Regions from separate parts of the Bos taurus genome. Here region 1 is linked to region 2. The links are chromatin contacts, called in public Hi-C maps. All regions are on one chromosome and are shown on one strand. The core of a region is the stretch at or near the end of the contact, and the rest is flanking DNA. Distances in the headings are between cores, read along the strand shown.

Region 1 (2,700 bases), core at 152-2,651, 47 kb after region 2:
ATGACCTCACAGTAAGCCTAGGAGGTAGACACTATTTTTTAAACCAATTTTACAGATGTGGAAATAGGTTTTGAGGGATTTTTGACCAGAACTTATGACCACAGGGATTTCCCTGGTGGTCCAGTGGTTAAGAATCCGCCTGTCCATACAGGGGACACAGGTTCACTTCCCCGTAGGGGAATATTACACATCCCATAGGGCAATTAAGCCCACTCACCACAACTTTTGAAGTCTGTGCTCCACAACAAGAGAAGCCATCTTAGTGGGAAGCCCTCACACTGCAACTAGGGAACGCCTGCGAGTACAAAATTGACCCACTCAGCTCTTTTTCTCAACCAGTATTGTCCTGCGCCTCAGGAGACAGCAGGGTTACAGTTTACAGGCTGAAGAGCCTTAGAGTAAGGGTCAGGTGCCGGCAGCCGGTCAGAGTCACTCGCAGCATGAAAGCCGAGGTTTCCCAGAGCTGGTGGCCTATAGAATGCTGCCTCCAGAGGCTAAAGGGAGAGCGAAGCCCAGAACCGAGAGCTCGGCGTGATCAGCGTGTGGGCAGGACCAGAGGTGTGTCCGGCTGCAGCCGTGAAGAGCGGACTCCAGCCGTGCCCTCGACTGCCCGCTTGGTGGCAAGGCGGCCTCCACTGATGGGGCTGCAGCCCACTCGTGTCCTGTCAGAGGGTTTTTTTTGCTCAGACAATGTGGACAGAAGCTTCATCTTCTTGCTCTTGTGTCCCTCAGAATCCCGGGTATCTACTCAGCTTAGAAGAGTAGGAAAGCATGCCGGCAGATGGGAGACAACAAGGTCCCCCCGCTGGGGTGGGGGTGTCCCCCCAAATGCCATGCAGTATGTACCAAACAGGTGACAGGACTTACCCCAGCGAGGCTGACCGGAAACCAGATTGATAGGAGGCTGAGATCTAGACAAGGACAAGCCTCATTTTCAGTGTGGAGGGTACTTTACACTGGGAACTCTAGCCAGCATCTCCCCCCATCTGTCCCTGGGCAGGAATTTTCACATCTCACTGAGCTGGACTTACCAGAGCTTCCAGCCGCGTGTCATGCATGAGTGGCTGGGGTGGGAGAGAAAAGAGCAAAAGTCTGCCGAAGATCTGAGGTGGCAAGACCAGGGTGGTGCGCTGCGCCCGCCGTCACGGTCAGCCCTCACAGCCGCCTCTGGGGTGGCGCTGGTGCGTGCATACTAAGTTGCGTGTCGTGTCTGACTCTGTGCGACCCCGTGGACTGTATTTTCCAGGCAGGAATACTGGAGTGGGTTGCCATGCCCTCCTCCAGGGATGCCATGCCCTTCCCGACCCAGGGATCGAGCCCGTGTCTCTTATGTCTCCTGCGTTGGCAGGCAGGTTCGCTACCACTAATGGCACCGGTGCCAGACCTTTGATTATGTTAAGAACCTTGACAGTCAGACAGACTACGACGAACCTAAGGTTACTCAACTGGTAATTGCCGGTCCTGTGATGTAAACCGAGGTCTGTTTGATGCCAAAGTCCATGTTCTGTACTTTACCACACTTCCAGGATGATCTTCCCTAAAGTAATTCTGGGAAGTGTCTGAGAGTGTTCAGTAATGTTCCAAGTCTTGCTTTTTCACAGATTCCCTGGACTTTGTCACCCAGTGGCTGCAGGAAGCCACAGATGACCTTATGAGTCAGAAGTATAAAAACGCGCTGCCAGCTGCGGGAGGGGCCGCCGGCTCTGGGGACGGTCCCCAGCTGGATCCCGTGGCCGTGCAGAATTACGCGTACCTGAAGCTTCTGAAGTGGGACCACCTCCACCGGCCTTTCCCTGAAGTAGGTGCTCCAGGGCAAGCTGACTGCTCATTTCTCTCTTGTACTGCTGAACTTCTGAAGAATAGTTACAACTCACATAGAGAAAGTTGTTCGTTTGTAAACCGTATAATTCCTGGGTTTTTAGTACATTCACAGAGCTGAGCTTCCATTACCACTGTTTCATTTCGGAGCATTGTCATCACCGGAAAGAAAACCCTGGACCCATTAGCGGTCACTGTTCTTCCCCCTTTCTCCCCTCACCCCTTGGCAACCTACTCTCTGTCTCGATGGATTTGGCCTATTCTGGACTTTTTGTTTAAATGGAATCGTACAATATTGGCCGTTCATGTCTAGCTTCTTAGCATAAAATTCATCCATGTTGTAGCATGTATCAGTACTTCATTCCTTTTTTTCAAAATTGTGGTAAAATATATGTAAAGTTTACCCCCTCCCCACGTCTTTTTTCTTTGACTGAACCCTTTGGCCTGTGGGATCTTAGTTCCCTGAACCAAGGATGGAACCCCCCCGCTGCCTTGGAAGGCAGAGTCTTAAACTACTGGGGAAAGTCCCTCCCATCTTTACGTGTGCAGTTCTGGGCATTAGGTGCATTCACATGACTGGAGCCATCACCTCCACCCATTTACAGAGCAAGCTGAAACTGCGCTCTTTAAGCACTCCTCGTTGCTGTCCCCTCCCGTCTCCTCTGTGTTTCTGGATCTGACTGCTCGGTGCTGCATATGAGTGAAATCACACAGTGCTTTGTCCTTTTATGTCTTGCTTATTTCACTTAGTATACTATCTTCAAGGTTCCTCCACGATGTTGCCTGTGTCCGCACTTCTTTCTGAGTCTGAATCTCTTCCATTGTGTGGCTCGCCCCATTTTGCCTCATTCATCAGTTGATGGACACTTAAGTTGTCTCCAC
Region 2 (3,016 bases), core at 391-2,890:
CCTCTGAGCTACCAGGGAAGCCCAAGAAAATGAGTGGGTAGTCTATCCCTTCTCCAGGGGAACCTGATTCTTTACCAGCTGAGCTATCCAGGAAGCCCGAGAAGAGAAGGAATATATCAATGTAGCCTGGAAATATCTGTCCAGCAATGAAGGTGGAATTTGAATTAGGCCTCCAAAATGTGTAAAATGTGGACAAGTAAAAAAAGAGCATTTCACCAGATAATTCTTTGAAATGTTATATAAATCACCAAAGTAGTCACTGAGGTCACCTGCCTTTTTCAAAAGATGCAATATTAGTGTTTGTCAAGATTTGTTTTCACAAATAGGATGAGCGTTTTATCTACCACGTAGTGAGGATGGACTTGTGCATTCAGTTACACGGTATGGGGTAGATTACAGCTAATTGCTCTGCTGGGTACCTGAAATCCCTCCTAAATGGTATCTTATCTCTGTGAGCAACAGTCAACAGAGAAATGACAAAGGAAATTTTTTGAACAGTGGCGAGACTGGGTTTTACTGCCACCAGGGGGAGAGAGCTCATAAAAAAGGCCAATCCTGGCACCAGTTTCTAAATCGTAGGAGCCCGTGTCTAACCTACTCAACTGGGGTGCCCAGGGTCGCAGTTTCTCGGCAAGTGTTTTTTGATATAACCATATGTATGTATTCTTCTAAGCATTTTGAAGGAACCACGTGTCGGAGCCTTTTCCAATAAGCTAACTCCCATATAAAAACTATTCTGATTTAATAATCTGTTCACACGGGCACCCTCCTTCTGAAAAGATATTTATGTGTGCCAAAGGTTTAAAATGATTGCTAAATCCCCAAATTTCGGGAGTAAAATGGGGGCGCAAGAATTTGGCAACTAAATTATTGGTCTCAGACCACTCACCCGAGGTACCCCAGCACTGGGTCCCTGGATTTCCTGTTCTCAACTTCCCCTTAACAGCCCCCCATTCCCTTCTTTCCTAGCTCTGTCCCTAACCCACTTGACCCAGAGTTATTTTGGAGGCGGCACCGATTTCTTTGGCAGCCAGCCCCAAGGCAAGCCAGCTGCCCTCCTGGACTGTGAACTCTAGACATTGCTCTCCCAGGCCAGATAAAGATTTGTTCTTTACAGGAAGGGATGCGTGAAAAATTCGAAGCATTTATCATCATGACAGAATTTCAAGCACTTATGTTCCAGACCCAGCAACTAAAATACATGAATTAGCTCGTGTAATCTTCATAAAAATATTCCGTGAAGCGGGTACTGACATTGCCCCCGCATCACAGGTGAGGGCACTGAAGCCCAAGACAGTTAAGCAACAGAGCTAATCCACGGTGGATGCGCCTTTCACCGAAGCTGGCTTGAGCCTGGGCGCGTACGCCAGTCTGCGCGTGGGCTGTGCAGACGGCGGCGAGATGCTGGTTGCATGCGGCCGGCGCGGACTCGCAGGGCTCAGCACACCAAAACGCTTCCCATCTGGCTACCTCCAGGGCGGGGGCGGGGCCCCACCTTTCCCTCGCTGGCCGGGCCGCAGGTTACCGTGGGCCGCGGCCGGCACGTGACCGGCGGCGAGCGGAGCGCGGCGGGGGCGGGGCCTGGCGGGAACCCCGCCCCACCCCGGGCCAGTTAACTGGCTGCTCCAACGCGGGCGCCCACTTCGCGGTGCGGTCGTCTGAGGCGGTCCTGTCCCGGCGGCCTGCGGCCATGGCGACGGTGCGGGAGAAGGCGGCGGCGCTGAACCTGTCGGCTTTCCAGAGTCCGGTGCAGAGGCCTCCCGGTAGGTGCCGAGGACCCGGTCCGAAAACGGTGGGGGCCACAGGGCGGGTGGGGGACGCAGGCTGCGATTCTCGCCCGGGCGGCGACCCTGCCGCGTTACAGCCAGGTCTGCAGCGGCCTCCGCGAGCCCCCGCACTGCGGTGGCTCCTTGGACCCGCGCCCCCGCGGGTGGGCTGCCGCGCCGGAGGCTGCTGTCCTCGCAGCCAGCTTTCTCCTAAGTTCCCCAGACTTGAACTTCGCCGCGCGCGAGTCTGTGCGCCAGCTGCCTGCCGGGCATTCTCAGTAGGTCTCCAAACGGGCTCCACATCGTTACTGGTGACTGTCTGAGCCACACACCGTGCTTCCACGGTGTAGCCAGGGGCCGAAAGCCTCTCTTGCCGGCTTTGTTCCCCAGACTCTTCCTGGGAGGGCTGAGAAGTTTCTGTTAATGTAAGTTTAACTTCTGCCGCCAGGAACTTGGCATAAAAAGCATTTATTAGTTACGCTTTCCGGATAAGGAGTATTAAAATGAACAGAAGTTTTTGATTTTCAGTGGTTGCTTGAGATTAGGGGAGACAAGTGATTTTTGCCAGCTTAATCATGTCTTAGAGGGCAGGTTACTTAGAATGTTAGTATGCTACATCTTGGTTTCTTTAAATATCCAAACAATTGAACGGAATCGGATGATCAGTTAAAATTGCTGATATGTTAAAATTCCGATTCTAGTATACCCTACATCTTAGTAGATAGAGTTAAGGAGTCCAGATAACACTTGGCTTTCTTGTTTTCCTTTTAGAAAAGTTACACTCCGCCCCCGCCCCTCTCTGTAGCTGCTATGCAGGATGCTTATAGGATAAGCGTAAGTTCCCTTGTTATTAAGTCTTTCATTTGAACTTATGAGTCCTCCCTCAAGGTGACAGTGGTCAGTGGATCGACGTGGGTAAAACTGGGTACATCTCAGTGGCCCCACTTTTGTGTTTTACTTAGAATTAGAAATGCTTCTTTTAATTTTCAAAATGCTAATGGTAAATTGTGATAGACAACCACTTCTCATTTGTAGTTTGCTAAGAACTATCTTAATATCGATCTTACTCTCCAATTGAAAGGATTCAAATAAGCATCTGATGGGTACATTCAGAATTTCTCCAGTGTTTACAGTGTGAAGAGAAGGGGAATACTTCATCATTTAGGAGTATAACATCAGCAATACTGGAAACAGTCTTGAGAAATCTTTAGGCTTACTTTCTGAGTGAAATTCCCAAATTTTACGTGATT

What was found. Hi-C and Micro-C count contacts between places; a contact is called where the count stands out from the background.
Region 1: a contact with region 2 is called in a Hi-C map of liver, with 2.1 times the contacts expected there. The contact joins the enhancer-like site here to the promoter of DEPDC7 in region 2. A contact is called at or near these places in 2 of 11 Hi-C or Micro-C datasets (liver and an unstated tissue).

Annotation. Positions count from the first base shown.
Region 1 is chr15:63,705,245-63,707,944 of ARS-UCD2.0, forward strand. It overlaps TCP11L1 (t-complex 11 like 1), which reads left to right. Exons shown (of 10, transcript NM_001205472.1): 7 at 1,602-1,798. Among named protein-coding and RNA genes, the nearest start is that of TCP11L1, 21 kb to the left of the region's middle. Within about 2 kb of position 1,402, at least 7 of the 102 cell types and tissues checked have an H3K27ac peak or open chromatin away from gene starts, as enhancers often do. A contact at or near this core is called in liver, where this site is marked.
Region 2 is chr15:63,657,750-63,660,765 of ARS-UCD2.0, forward strand. It overlaps DEPDC7 (DEP domain containing 7), which reads left to right and starts at 1,641. Exons shown (of 9, transcript NM_001192730.2): 1 at 1,641-1,763. The coding sequence starts at 1,691.